Regions from separate parts of the Mus musculus genome. Here region 2 is linked to region 1. Evidence: chromatin contacts called from public HiCAR-type data. All regions are on one chromosome and are shown on one strand. The core of a region is the stretch at or near the end of the contact, and the rest is flanking DNA. Distances in the headings are between cores, read along the strand shown. Region 1 overlaps Fars2 (phenylalanine-tRNA synthetase 2 (mitochondrial)). Region 2 overlaps Fars2 (phenylalanine-tRNA synthetase 2 (mitochondrial)).

What was found. HiCAR-type assays count read pairs that join an accessible place to other places.
Region 2: a HiCAR-type map of Th17 cells shows a contact between it and region 1, with 5 times the contacts expected there. The contact joins two enhancer-like sites. A contact is called at or near these places in 6 of 484 Hi-C or Micro-C datasets (Th1 cells, embryonic fibroblasts, liver and 2 more), 2 of 115 datasets of contacts at active chromatin or transcription factors (Th17 cells and kidney) and 1 of 9 other capture datasets (embryonic stem cells).

What each region holds. Positions count from the first base shown.
Region 1 is chr13:36,284,586-36,291,740 of GRCm38.p6, reverse strand. The region is part of intron 4 of Fars2 (phenylalanine-tRNA synthetase 2 (mitochondrial)); the gene reads right to left. Among named protein-coding and RNA genes, the nearest start is that of Gm40912, 80 kb to the right of the region's middle. Within about 2 kb of position 3,795, at least 7 of the 459 cell types and tissues checked have an H3K27ac peak or open chromatin away from gene starts, as enhancers often do. A contact at or near this core is called in Th17 cells, where this site is marked.
Region 2 is chr13:36,460,719-36,467,873 of GRCm38.p6, reverse strand. All of the region lies in intron 6 of Fars2 (phenylalanine-tRNA synthetase 2 (mitochondrial)), which reads right to left. Among named protein-coding and RNA genes, the nearest start is that of Gm46409, 150 kb to the left of the region's middle. Within about 2 kb of position 4,008, at least 23 of the 459 cell types and tissues checked have an H3K27ac peak or open chromatin away from gene starts, as enhancers often do. A contact at or near this core is called in Th17 cells, where this site is marked.

The sequences.
Region 1 (7,155 bases), core at 2,546-5,045:
CCCTTTTTGGCCCTGGCGTTCCCCTGTTCTGGGGCATATAAAGTTTGCGTGTCCAATGGGCCTCTCTTTCCAGTGATGGCCGACTAGGCCATCTTTTGATATATATGCAGCTAGAGTCAAGAGCTCCGGGGTACTAGTTAGTTCATAATGTTGATCCACCTATAGGGTTGCAGATCCCTTTAGCTCCTTGGGTACTTTCTCTAGCTCCTCCATTGGGAGCCCTGTGATCCATCCATTAGCTGACTGTGAGCATCCACTTCTGTGTTTGCTAGGCCCCGGCATAGTCTCACAAGAGACAGCTACATCTGGGTCCTTTCGATAAAATCTTGCTAGTGTATGCAATGGTGTCAGCGTTTGGATGCTGATTATGGGGTGGATCCCTGGATATGGCAGTCTCTACATGGTCCATCCTTTCATCTCAGCTCCAAACTTTGTCTCTGTAACTCCTTCCAAGGGTGTTTTGTTCCCACTTCTAAGGAGGGGCATAGTGTCCACACTTCAGTCTTCATTTTTCTTGAGTTTCATGTGTTTAGGAAATTGTATCTTATATCTTGGGTATCTTAGGTTTTGGGCTAATATCCACTTATCAGTGAGTACATATTGTGTGAGTTCCTTTGTGAATGTGTTACCTCACTCAGGATGATGCCCTCCAGGTCCATCCATTTGGCTAGGAATTTCATAAATTCATTCTTTTTAATAGCTGAGTAGTACTCCATTGTGTAGATGTACCACATTTTCTGTATCCATTCCTCTGTTGAGGGGCATCTGGGTTCATTTTCAAGCAAGTTTTGGTGGTACCATGAGAGCCCAGTCAGTCACAGCTGCGGCCTGGTGGGCACAGTAGGTCTCTTATCTGTGGACTCATATTGCAAAGCTCCCAGGGGATTTCTGAACCTGTGGACAGTATAGACTCATATACATACTATGCTGCTTCCTACATATACATATCTATAGAAAAGATTATCTTATAAATTAGGAACAGCAAGATGTTAACAGTAATTTAAAAATCATAACTAAAGCTACATGGTACAATACAGGTACAAGACTGTGGACTGTCTAAGTGCTTATTCCAGATTAGACGTCATAGCCAAAATCAACTTGGGAAAATAAAGGCTTTACTTCATCTCCTGGTTATACTTGATCATTGAGAAGTCAGGGTGGAACTCGAGGACAACCCTGGGAAATCTTTGTCTGGCTCCCTCTCTAGCTTATGTCCAGCTATCTTTCTTTTACAGCCCAGGTCCACCTGCCTAGGGATAGTAGAGCCCACATAAGCCAATTAAACATCAAGAAAACACCCTCAGAAACATGTCCATAGAACGACGGGTGAAAGTAATCCTTCATTTGAACCACCCTCTCCCCAGATGTGTCAGACTGACTACAAAGACTGCCATCTCAGCATCTTAGCATATTAAGGGAGGTCTTCCAATCAGAATGATCTGAAATGACAATGGGTACTAGGGGGTGGCAGCAAAAAAATGAGAATATGCAAATTCATGGTTTATATCCCAGGTGGGAAGCAGTACACCTGCTGCAGGCTTCCTTCATCATGCTACTCAGAAAAATGGAAAGGAAAACTTATGGCAAGGATATGTAATTCATGACCACAGTTTCTACTACCTCCTCTTCATGTCAGAGGACAGAATCATTTGTTAGCAGACTCTCTTTTTACCACAAAAAAAAAAAAAGTTTAAAATGCTGAGATCCATCTTCAAAGATGATTCAAATGAAAAAGTAACACTAATTCAAGTCTTCTTGAAGCAGGTGAAATATTAAATCTGGGCTTTTGCTAATGACAATTCAATTCAAGGAAGATGCTGACAGACTCTAAGACGGGGGCTAGGCAGACACATAATGCTCTGGGGCCCCGCCCCACGTCTGTCATTTGTATTTTGGTACTTCAATTGTCTCATCTGTAAAAGAGCCTTTGAGGGGCCAATACAGAATGACCTCATTTCTATATAAGCCTGTTCTCTTCTTACTCAGTCCCTGGATTTGGGTTGAGAGTTGAGGTCTGACATACAAGGACACTGAAACATCAAGAGTGTCTCTGTGTGTGAAAATGCACATGTCTGTGTAGCTGCTACAGTGGGGGAGGTGGGGCCTCACAATGGACTGAAAAGGGCCTTCTCCTGGTCCCCATTCTTCCAAGCATCACACTCTTCCCTTCTCTTAAGGAGTAGAGTAGCCTCAGGTAGCTAAAGCAGCATGGCTAGTTGATGTCTCCTGAGACATGCAGTTATGGCTGTGTGAGTTTTGCTTACATTCTTTTGAGTTGTTATTTACCCTCAAAAAATCAGGTTGGAATGTAGCTAAAATTATGGTTCAAACCATAGTGATTCTCTTTTAACTATTCTGCAAAAAAAGTTTACATACATACATATATATACTACTCATACTAAGACGGCTCACAATGACATCAACAGTGAGGTAAGTAGTACAAGCTCCCTGCATATATATATATATATATTTACCCAAACTAAGTCCATGCGGAGGGTGTCGGCAACTGAGTTGTATGCATATTCTTTATAAGAGGCTATAATATCTATTGATATATCATCACAAGTAAGAACTGACAAATAGTGATAGAATTTAAAACATAAACAACTATGTATTATAAACTACTTTATCCTGCTGAAAGCCAAAGAAAGATGAATATCTGCAGATATACTTGAGAAAAAACCCTGCAGATACTCTTGAGAAAAAGAAAAAAACAAACAACAAAACAACAAAAAACAAACCTCTGCACCTGGCCTAATATTAGGACACAGAAGGAAGTGGAACTCACTTCTGGCTCCAGACTCCTCAAATATTCTAGGTCATACCGTATCCTCACTCGTGGTGGGATTTGGAATAAGGTCCAACAGGTTTTTAATAGAACAAATAAAAAAAATAAATAACTATGACAGCAAGAAAGGGGAAGGCAAACCTAGCACAGTCCAGACAACATGCTATGTAGGTCTAGGCCCAGTGAGGGTCCTCAAACAATGGAATAAAGGAAAGACTTGCATCCAGAAGAAAAATCAATCCAAATGTCCATGCCTTTCACCTGACTCAGGGCTGTGCATGATGATGCATCCTAGCCAGGAGGCAAACTAAAAGAGGTTCACCAAAGATATAATTCTACTGTATGAAATTTCATACAAGTGCTTTAGTAATTTCAAACAGTACCAATGGATGCTAAAAGCTATGACTTGAAGGTTTTTACAGTTTAAAAAAAACATAGGAATCCTCTAATACGTTTGCCTTAAAGTATATATGGACTCCTGTCTTACCCATAGACCTTAGCACCCTCAACTGGGCTCAGAGGGGAAAGGGGGTAATTCCAGGAAGGCACACCACAGTCTTCAAACAGAAATGAACAAGCTGGTGCTTGGTCCCTCACACTACTCATACTAAGACGGCTCACAATGACATCAACAGTGAGGTAAGTAGTACAAGCTCCCTGCATGCGCTATGTTACCTCCAAGCAGAACCATTTTCATGGCAGAGGGCTGGTTGCAAGATGAGCTGCTCAGTCAGCCTGAGAGCAGCATGGCGGTGCAAGCATTGGTTTCTCACCTGGGTCTGGGCAGAGCACTGAGAGCACAAGCAAGGCGTATAAGATAGCCACCTCCAACTAGGGGCTAGGAGACAGAGCACTCGGATTTGACTCCTGCGTTTGCCACTACTTAAAGATTTAGTGTTCTCTCTTAGAAGGAACAGGGGCAGTACTCAGGCATGAACCGAGCAGCTTGTGCACTCTATGTGAGTGGTCTACTTCTAAACCACTTACCCAGCCCCAGTTCTTAAGGACTCATAACCTTTGTGTCTAACCACCCTACACAGGAAGGGAAATGTCATTGCTCATTCTCCAACTGAGCTGTCAGGCTTTTATCAGTGAAACAAAAGTCCATAAAAGTCCCAGTAAAATGTTATATTCATCTAGAAAGTTCTTTCTGAGCCTAACACTCTAGAAGTCTACCTAGACAGGCTAAGCAATGTCCGACCACAGGAGTAGGTGATGAAATTATCAGAATGCCCTGTTGTACACACAGTCTTTGGGGTCCAATGTCTGAAAGCTCTCCTGTGCCAGGTCACCATCGATATGGAACTTTTCATGTGTTAATCACAGTCTAAGTATTTGAATTAACTTATTCATTTAAACCTTAAAAATACCAACTAAAATTAAATACAATAAAAATTAATTGCAATATTTAGTAAATGGAAACTTAGGTTAATTAATATTATCAAGGTCACCCTCCTGAAAGAGTTGAAACTCTGGCATGCTGACTTAGGAGCCCATATTCCTAATCACTTTACTTTATGTCTTGAAGATGCTACAACAAGACAAGTGATATATTTTCATTGATCATGCAAGTAAGTCACGTTTCAGTCAAGTGAGGAGTACCAGGAAGGGAATGAAATGGGTGCTGGTATAGTGGGTGTCTGAATCTGGTCAAGTCAGAAGCTCAAAAACTGGTTCCTGGGACATATTCTCAGGAATGGCAGTCCTTGTGAAAACCAAGTCCAGAGAGGCCTCTATGTTTCACTTGTTTCTAGTACTGTAGATTGAACACTGGGCCTTCTGGATGGTATATAAGCTCTCTGCCACTGAGCTATGTCCCCAGGTCACCTACTGCTTTATTTTGCACAGGTTGTACTAAATTGCACAACATAACTTGAACAACCCTGTAGTCCAGGCAGACACTAGGTTTACAATTCTCCTGCCTCCATTCTCCAAGTAGTTAGGATTACAGATCTGTGCCACCTGCCTCAACCTCAATTGCTTATTTTAATTATGAAATCATATACTAAGTATTGGGAAGGCATATACTATCAAGGTTTAGATATACGAACTGTCCTGGACATGGTTCATATGCAATATCGTCAGACATAAGCATCAGAACACTGGTTGCCAGCCCTAATTATAATGAAGGGCTTTTTTTTTTTTCCTGGTGTCTTCACTCCTATATTTTCAGCAAACCCTAAAGATTTAATGCAAAGATCTAGCTCTCTACACTGATAATACTAAGTGACACTTAATATTCTACATTTTGAAATTGTACTTTCTTCTTCAGGAAGCAGATGCTCTTCTTCCTGCATCCCCCATTCCTCTCTAACACTCTTGGTGACAGTCCCTGCTCTGGCTGAGGACATCCCTTTTGCTCAGCCTTTCACTCATGCATCTGCCAACTCCAGTGAGTATGTTCTCACTGCTTCGTCATAACTTCTCTGCACCTGCAGCTGCTCTTCACCATCCATCTGCGGTGGACCTGCATGGCATTTTATAAAAGATTCTATTCACCTCCCCAATTCTCTTCATTCATTTATTTAGACATACATACATCAATTAAATTTTTATTAGTCAGTCATTGATATCTTCATATTGACTAGGACTTATCGATTGGATAGTCAACAAGACAGACGAGATCTAGCCCAAATAAAACTTAGATTCCAGTAAGAGTGACAGTAAGTAGTACAACAAGATAACCTATAGGTTGCTAATCTCATGAAGAACATAAAGCAGGCAATACCAAGAAAATGCTTTCTGCTCAAACAACAGGGTATCTGACAAAGAGCCTTGAGATGGAAGCAATCCCTCTTACCCTTTGCAGTTCTTCTAGGGCCACCTTCTCCCAGGTTCTGGCTTTAACTAGGCAACAGACTCAACACAGGTCTTGTTTGCTTCAACTCACAAAAAAATAAAAGAACAAATATCCTGCCCAGTGACTTTCTCCAAAGTAAGGAAATTTTCCCCAGAAGTCCCTGGTTGACAACCTCTTATCTCTCATTGGTCCAGTTGTGGGTCATTAAGTGACTTAACTAGTCAATGGTAACTTAACTAGTCACTTAACTAGTAACTTAACTAGTCACTTAACTAGTAACTTAACTAGTCACTGGTAAAAGGGAAGTTACTCTAGTTCCACCTGACCCATTAGAATCTCCCCTGTATGAGAGAAAGGAACACCATCGCCCAAACACCAAAGGGAAATTATAAAACAAAACTGGGGAACTATGAAATCAAGATATCTGGGGCAATGAAAGATTCTCTCTGACCTGAACAAAGAGAGAGAAAGGTGTCTCTGCTAAGCCCCATAAGAGTGTTGTGTTATCCACATGGGGAGAAACAAGATCAGTCACTTGGGACCCAGAAAAGAATAAAGGAAGATGAACAGAAAAGTCAGAAACGAACTGTGTGGGCCCCAAGTGCCAGTAGCTTTCTGGAAGCCCATGCTTCATGACATAGCCATTCCTATGTCATTTTACTGTGATCCAATTCATTGCCCATAGATGAAAGTCCAGACTGCTTGAGGCCATAATATTCCTCCTTATCTGGATCCACACTATGCTTGCACGTGTTCAACTCTTGTTCCCCTTAACTCATGGTTGAACATACCACACCACATTCTTGTACTACTCATGCCCAGTGTCCATTTCTCTTCCATCCTGGTCAACCAGTTCAAACCATGTAAGGAAATGGTGAAAAATCTAGTCTTTTGGCCATTGCTATCAGTGAACTGAGAAAATATTCAAAGACTTGTACCAGAAAACCTTGCAAAAAAATCTAAGGAAAAGTCACGTCTCCTGCCAGCAATATTTATGTCTTTGATCTCGTGTGCTTCCATAGCAATTGCCAATTCCCACTTTGAATACAGTTCCTTTTACTTCATCTATCTCTGTACTCTGGCTGCAGCAAAATACTATATTTCCCATTTTCATGTCCACTGTATGTGCTAGGCGCACTGCTTCACTCATGGCAAACCAGCTGGTAAATAATAAACAACTGAAATAACACTTGGACAAACAAGCAAATGGACAGAGACTGGCTGTCAGTCCTGGTCATTACATTCCCAATTAAATGGACAGAAGGACAGATGAACTGCTATCGGTGACTACCGAGCTGGAACATTGGTTCCAGAATGGAGTGCAGTAGAAGAGAATGCCAGTTCCTGAGGAAGAGCTTTCCAGTCTTCATACGAGGCTGGCTACAGGGGAGCATTGGGTGGGCTAACCAGCGGAAGACAGAGGTTCTGGGCTTCCCTATCATCCATCTGCAGGCAGGCTGACACTCTTTTTTGGTGCTCAAATCAGTGGTACTATCAATGACACAATATTTCTCTGAGCTCTCACAGAGCAGCAAGACTCTTCTTGGGCTGATTTTTGTCTTTGAGT
Region 2 (7,155 bases), core at 2,759-5,258, 180 kb before region 1:
TTCTCTTCTGTATTAAGTCACTACTGTCTGTTTTCCATGGTCAGTGGATTCTGTCTGTTGGCATGCAGTGATCCATTTATACAGGCTGCTTCCTGCACCCAGGGTCCTCATAAATGATGTCTTCCATCCTTTGAAAATGAGTGCTTTTTATACATTGTAATGTAAACACATAATAGTAAAATATTTAAATTGTAAACAGTTCTCATTTTTAGGGATAATTATTAAACGTATCCTTTGTGTATTTTGTTTATGTTCTGACAAGCACAAAATTTGATAACAGTCTATAGACCACTGTGTCTGTTTCAATGTATTTGTCTTTCCCATTTGTTGGTATAGAGAAAGCATCTTACTGACTGCTAGGATCCCACACTATAAACACCCTATGATTTATTCAGTCTCCCATTGTCAAGCCATTCTGGTATTGTATATATCACTGTAATCAATGTTTGCAAGCACACCTTTGAAGGTCTGTGTTAAGATTAGTGGGAAGCAGGCGTGGTGACACATGCCTGTAATGTCAATACTCTAGAAGCCGGCACAGGAGGATGTTGACTTCAAGGCTAATCTGGGTGACATGAGAAAACCCTGTTTCAAAAGAAATCAAAGTAAATTAACTCTAGTCAAAGAGTAGGTGTATTTTCAATTTTGATATACATTATCATGAAACTGCTTTTCAGAAGGTTGCTATAGATCCTGACTTCTATAAATAAACAGGTAAGTAGCCTCCATTATTCCACACTGATCTCACTGAGGTACAGTCCCTTGGTGTCGATGGAGAGCTTCTGTGACTCTGCCCCTAGATACCCAAACACACAAATAGCTATGTCTCCTATATAGAATGGTATGGTATTTGCATAGAACCTATGCATAGCTTCTCACATACTTCAAGTCTGGATGGCTTATATTACCTACCAACCACTGCAAGTGCTATGTAGGTAGCAGGGGAACTGTACTGTTTACAGAGAACAACAGGGAAACTCTGCGCATGCTTGGTGCAATTTCTCTTCAGATATTTTTGATCTTCAGCTGTTTTGATGTTGGCTCAGTCCAGCCAAGGGTAAGGAGTGCCAAGTGCATTATCAACCCTTTAAGCCCTTGCCAACAGCTGAAAGGGTGGCCTTCTGTATAGCCTTTAACCACAGAAACATACTTATTCAGATAAAAAGACATCTCACTTCTCAGGTGACTGACCCAAAGTGGCAGCTACTTTGTAGGTTAAATTTCAATTTAGGTAACGCTGGCACTGGAAACTAGCATGCAGGTCTACTGTTCCGTCTCCACTGACCTTTACCCCTCGAACACAGCTACAGGCTTAGCTACTGAACCGTGGCCATATTTGGATGCAACTGAGCTTGGGCATCCACCCTGTTTATCTCCTACAGAAAACTAGAATATGGTGACCACAATATCTTCCAGGTTACCTCACTTTCTTCTTATACATCTTACTCAACAACCCTGAGGAGAACAATGGCTTTCCTTTGGTTCTGGCCTGAAAGGGTCAGAGCAGTTAACTGGGGGAAAGTTTTCAGGGGCCATCCCTCCTGAAAGGGAGGGATGTCCTAACATGACTTTCTGTGGGCCAGAGTTTTTCCTTGTTCCTAGTCAAGAGTTAATATTTACCCGGAGAGGAGGATGTCCTTGGGTCTGCTGATATACAGTTTCTTCTTCTGAAGTTCGCTCTCGTTATGAGAAAATGACTCCAAAAATGATAATATTGTGTGCCAGGTGCAACTAAGTAAAAATGTTATTTTTTGAGCAAAAATTGCAAAGCCATACCCCATGTTTATAAGCTAAAGAATTCAGTAAAGCTTTGCTACTTGCTACCAGAGTGGTAGTCCGTCTGTCTCTTTAAGGCTTTCGCGAAGCTGGTCTTTGTCACCACTCCTTTGAGAGGTCCAGGCTGCTGTCCTGCCTTCTGGAAAATGGTGGTCACAAGGACTGTTCTCACTAATACAGTGGGCAGAAAGCTGCAGTGAGACCACCCAAGCTGGATCACAAGCACTGTGCCCTTTCCTCTCTTGAAACCACTGACCAGCAAATGAAGGTTCTACCAACTCAGAGCACTCTGGGGTGAGACACACTGGGCTCATTGAGGAGAGGTTATGTGTTTTCCTGTCCAATTCCCATGTGTCCTAGGTGTTCACCGGTGGCACGTAATTGATTGTAGCCCGGCCATCAACACTCCTGGACTCTACATCTCTTCAGAGAAGTCTTCACACTACACAACTGAGAAAAGGATCTTGAGCACAGTGAAGTCAGCACTGGGGATCTCCAATGTGGGGGTGATTTACCTCATAGCAACAGACAAGGACTTTCATACTAGGCTGACTCGAGAATGACTACCTTGCAACATGTGAGGATAAATCATCTTCTTAGGTGCTCCAAAACTTCCATGGGGACAGTGTAAACACATTAGCTATCCTGCCCATTAATACCGAGTTCAGGCTCACTTTGTGGGAAGCAGGCTTCCATCTCTCCCATGCTCTGTCTGAGTTAAGTGGTGGATACCCCACAAGTCATCAAGCAGCCTAGAATCAGCACTGAGGGTGAAGGGCACAGAATCCTTCCTATAAAGGAAAGAAAATAAGCCGGGCGGTGGTGGCGCACGCCTTTAATCCCAGCACTTGGGAGGCAGAGACAGGAGGATTTCTGAGTTCAAGGCAGGCCTGGTCTACAAAGTGAGTTCCAGGACAGCCAGGACTATACAGAGAAACTCTGTCTCGAAAACAAACAAACAAACAAAAACAAACAAAAAAAAAGACAAAAAACAAAAAAGGAAAGAAAATACCTTTCCAGAGACTGTGCAAGGTAACTGTCAGGCATGGTTTTCTATGGGTAAGAGTAAAGTAATGAGATGTTACTATGTCAAAACAGCACAACTATAACTCTGTGTTAATATTTATTTTGCAAAGCAGATGAAATATAAGTTCTCTAGCATAAGTCCTAACAGAAAACAGCAGATAGGGACAAACTAGAATGCTGATTAACCTGCATTTGTGAGGATATTCATTTTTGATGGCAGAAACACACACACACACACACACACACACACACACACACACACGTACACACACACACGTACACATGCATGCATGACAGAAAGGGGAATATAGAAATAGGAGACTAACTTCTAGATTTGAGAAGATGGGTGGCAATCTGGTGGTCTGGTGACAATGCCAGTGATGTGGCCAATTATGACAGTTTGTACATCAGTACCAACATATAAGGATATGAACGCACACATGTATCATACCCCACTTAATCATAGTTGGCAAATTCAATATATTAGTATAGTATGAGAATAATGTAGCTCCTGCCATAACCTACTATAGAGTAAAATATTTTATTACTCCCCTACTAATGTTTAGGAATAAACTACTGCGATTCCCCAAATTAAATGGGACACTAAGTCCATTAGCTTCTACATAAGTTTGTACTTCCAAGTTTTCAAAAATCCCATTATGAAAGTCAACTTAGACTTTCCTGTACCCAGCCCATGTGTGGTACTGGCTGAGTACTTTGGTAGAATTTCTGATGGCCAGGAAGGGTACTTAGAAGCCAAGAGAGTGTGTGTGGTGTGACAGAGGACAGACCCAAGGCCAAGGCTGTGGCAAGTTTAAACAACTAGAGAAGGTGAACAGCAACCTCGGTGTGCAGCAGTCTCCTAGGGTGGTTTCTGTTCAGTCCAGGTATCACTCTCACTGCGCTACAAAGCATCCTAATATTTAGCCCTAATTCTTGTCCTTAACGTGGTCAGCTTCACCGTCATGAGGAACAGAAAACAGAGCACAGGCCTTGATCATGAACATGAGCTGCTTACAGAGACCAACACATTTGTCAAAATTGAGACACCCAAGTCTGATGCTCTGGATTCTTGGGGACTTTACCACACCACTGGTGGCTTCACTCTTGGAGGAGTCTTCCCCTGCTGCTGGTTTCAGCAGTGCTGGGGAGATAGCTGAGCCAGTGAGGGCTGGAGTGAGTCAGGGGATTTACTCAGATCAGAGTCAGCTCACCATATATGGTGCTTTCTAAAACACAGTGACCACTGCTGGGGCTGCAGTAACAGTGACCCCATCATGGATCTGGCAAACTTGCACTGAAACTGCACTGGGGAGGCTTGAGTGGGTGTTTTGGTCACACTGCTGTGATTAGTAGAGATAGGCCAGACCTGAGGGACAGATCTTAAGCTGCTGTCTTTCTGCTTTCTGGGGACTCTCTTCCCTACCCTGAATATACAGTCACTTAGATCAGGGAACTAGCAACTAATTCCAGGTGGAGCCAGAGATAAGAAAAACTGCCCCTCTGTCTCAGAAGGACTTTACCATTGCCCTGGTCACCTACTCCAAGTGGGCATCTACCTTGTCCCCTGATTCCTTGGTCCCTCCTTAGCATACTCTTTCTCCTCAGCCTTCAGCATGGCACCAACTCCCACCCCTGTCACTCCTGCCAGGCCAGGCCCTGCAGTGACCTCCACAGCTAACAGGCTCTAGCTGACCCTCCCTCCCTGAGTCTAACCCAGTGCACAGTAAGGATACATTTCAGGTCCTCCTCGGTTAGAGTCATAGCTGCCCTCGGGAACATCTTTGGGCAGGAATTCTACCACCACACCTTGCCTTGCTTTACGTTCAGTACATTAAGAATGGAAAACACACTGTCTATGAAAGTTTAAGATACGGAGAGTATTCAGTGCTTACTATTATATTGCTAGTATTTTCCTCTTCCATTAAATTATTTTCATTTCTCAGGCTTCCTCTATAACCTTTCAATACAAATGGACATTTTACATTGTTGCAACCACAGCCAGACACAGTGCTTTTCATTTTTCATTTATAACACTTTGACACTGTAAACCACTTCTTCCAATCCTTAATGGCCACATGGCATTCCATCAAGGTGATGCACTGTAAGTTACTCAAGTACTCTTCTCTTTGGGGCATTTCACTAACTTAGCTACTGAAGGTTCACGGAGAATAAAAGTGCTGCATAAGTCCAGGCAGTATGGGAATTGCCCTTTTAATAGACCTCACACCATATTTGACCAGGGACAGAGCAAATGCACACAGTCTGTCACTGGCAGCCTTAACTCCTACTCTTCTTCTTGCTGGTTTATGAGAACAAATGGTAGACTGTTGTCAGGAAGCTCTAAATCACTTCACAAATTATTAATGAAAGAATGACTTCAATTGCTGACTGAACGGAGTCACAGACTTAGGAAAAGGCACCAATGGAAGAGGGAAGAGCAGAAGGCAGCTACAGGGAGTCGGGGGAAGCTGAGGCAACTTTTCTAAGACCCAGGTCAGAGCCTGTTTTCCTTTCTGGATATCTTGAGAACACAGTCACAGTTTGGCAGCAGATGGGCTAAGCAAAGTCAGAGAGGAGGCGGGGACTGGGGGTGCTGGGGTTTCCATCTTACCCCGTGGAGATGCTTCCTAAGTGGCTGCAGGTCCTTGTTCATTTCTCAGGAGAGGATTTCATGTAGCTCAGGATGGCCTCAGTCCCCATGCACTCAGGGAGGCTGCTCTCCAACTCCTGGTCCTCCCTGCCTCCTCCTCCCAAGTGTGGGGGTGTAGGTGTGTGCCACCGCCCAAGTCTTCTTTGCCCTTTCATAGTTTATTTATGGATTGAAAATGAAATCACTACTATTTTAAACTGCATTTTTATGATCACTAGGCAGGTTGAACTTTTCAAAAAACTTTTCATTGATTCTTTGTGAGTGTTATATCATGTATTCCAGTACCACTCATTTCCCCGACTCTTTGTATCTACTCTCCACTCTTGCAGCCTTCCCCACAAAGAAAATTAAAAAACAAAAATAAAAACAAGAAAGAGACCAATCAAACAACAACAACAACAAAACCCATCTTGTCAGGGAAGCTGTATTGTGTCACAGTGTGCCCCACAGTATAAATTCTTTTGTTCACAGATCTTTACATGCAAATGTTCATTGCAATGAGTCTCTGGTCTGGTTCAAGGCTTCTGCTATACTATCAATACTGGAGTCTCATCAGGACTCCTCTTGGTTATCCTGCTGTTGCCCTGTTATGGAGTTCTTTTGGCTTTGGATCTGTAGGACTGGCCCTTTTACTCACTCCAGCAGTACATAGATGGGGTAGATGTTTATTTAGGTGGGCCACCTCAAAACCTTGGATCTGCGCCTGGGTGGTAGCTGAGCTGGTCAGCCCGCCAGCTCTCCCACATCATCAGAGAGAGCTCTCCAGCACTGCCCCAGGTTAGCTCACCCAATGCTGCAGGGGTAAGGGGAGGGGCCAGCTCTCAAGGCCTGCTCACCTACACCTTTGCCTTTAGGGGTAAGGTTGAACTTTTAGGTTTTGTTTTACATTTAGATAAACAGTTTGGTGAAGTATTTTTAGTCTATCGTCCATTTTCTTATTAGAATGAAGTATGCTTTCATTGGCTATTTGAGCTACTGTAAGAAGAAGAGCTATGGTACTTTGAAGAAGCAAACCAGCACACATTCAGGTATAAACAAGGAAATGGAAACAAGGTCAGAGGAACCGCTCTCAAGTGTTCATTATGGGTCAGTGATGAGACTGGATACTTGGATTTTTCCGGAAGTGTAGTTTAAAAGGTAACCATGACTGACAGGGGAGTGCCACACAGTGCCCGGTGCAGGTGAGATGGAGAGCAGCCTGCGGAAGACAGCGAGTGCAGCAGGATTTCTTTACTCAAGCTTTCTCTGTGTCTACCTTTGCAGAGATCCTCTCCACATGGCCCATGGACCCAATGTTGATTAAAAAAAAAAATCCCAAGCATTTGATTTACCAAATAAAGATTTGGGAGGCAGATGCTGTGGTTGAAAGCCTGCTGGCTCAGAGAGGCAGAGAAAGCACCCAGGTGACATTCCTACTCCAGAAGTCCCAAAAAGCCCTTCTCCTTCTCCATACTTTCTTAAATGCCCTTCCACTCAAAGACCCTCCTTCCTCTTTCCTGGATTTTCTTTTGTTCACACCCTGTCAGCTAGCTGCTCATTCAGCTTCTTGACCTACCCTGAACTTTATTTAGCTCTTGTTTGCAGAAAGCTCTTGGATTAAAGGTGTGTGCTAGGGCTGAGCCACACCACAACAAGGTTTTTCCAGTTCAAAATCTTGGGGTTCACAATGTGATCAAATATTCTGCAACACCCCAGGAGGG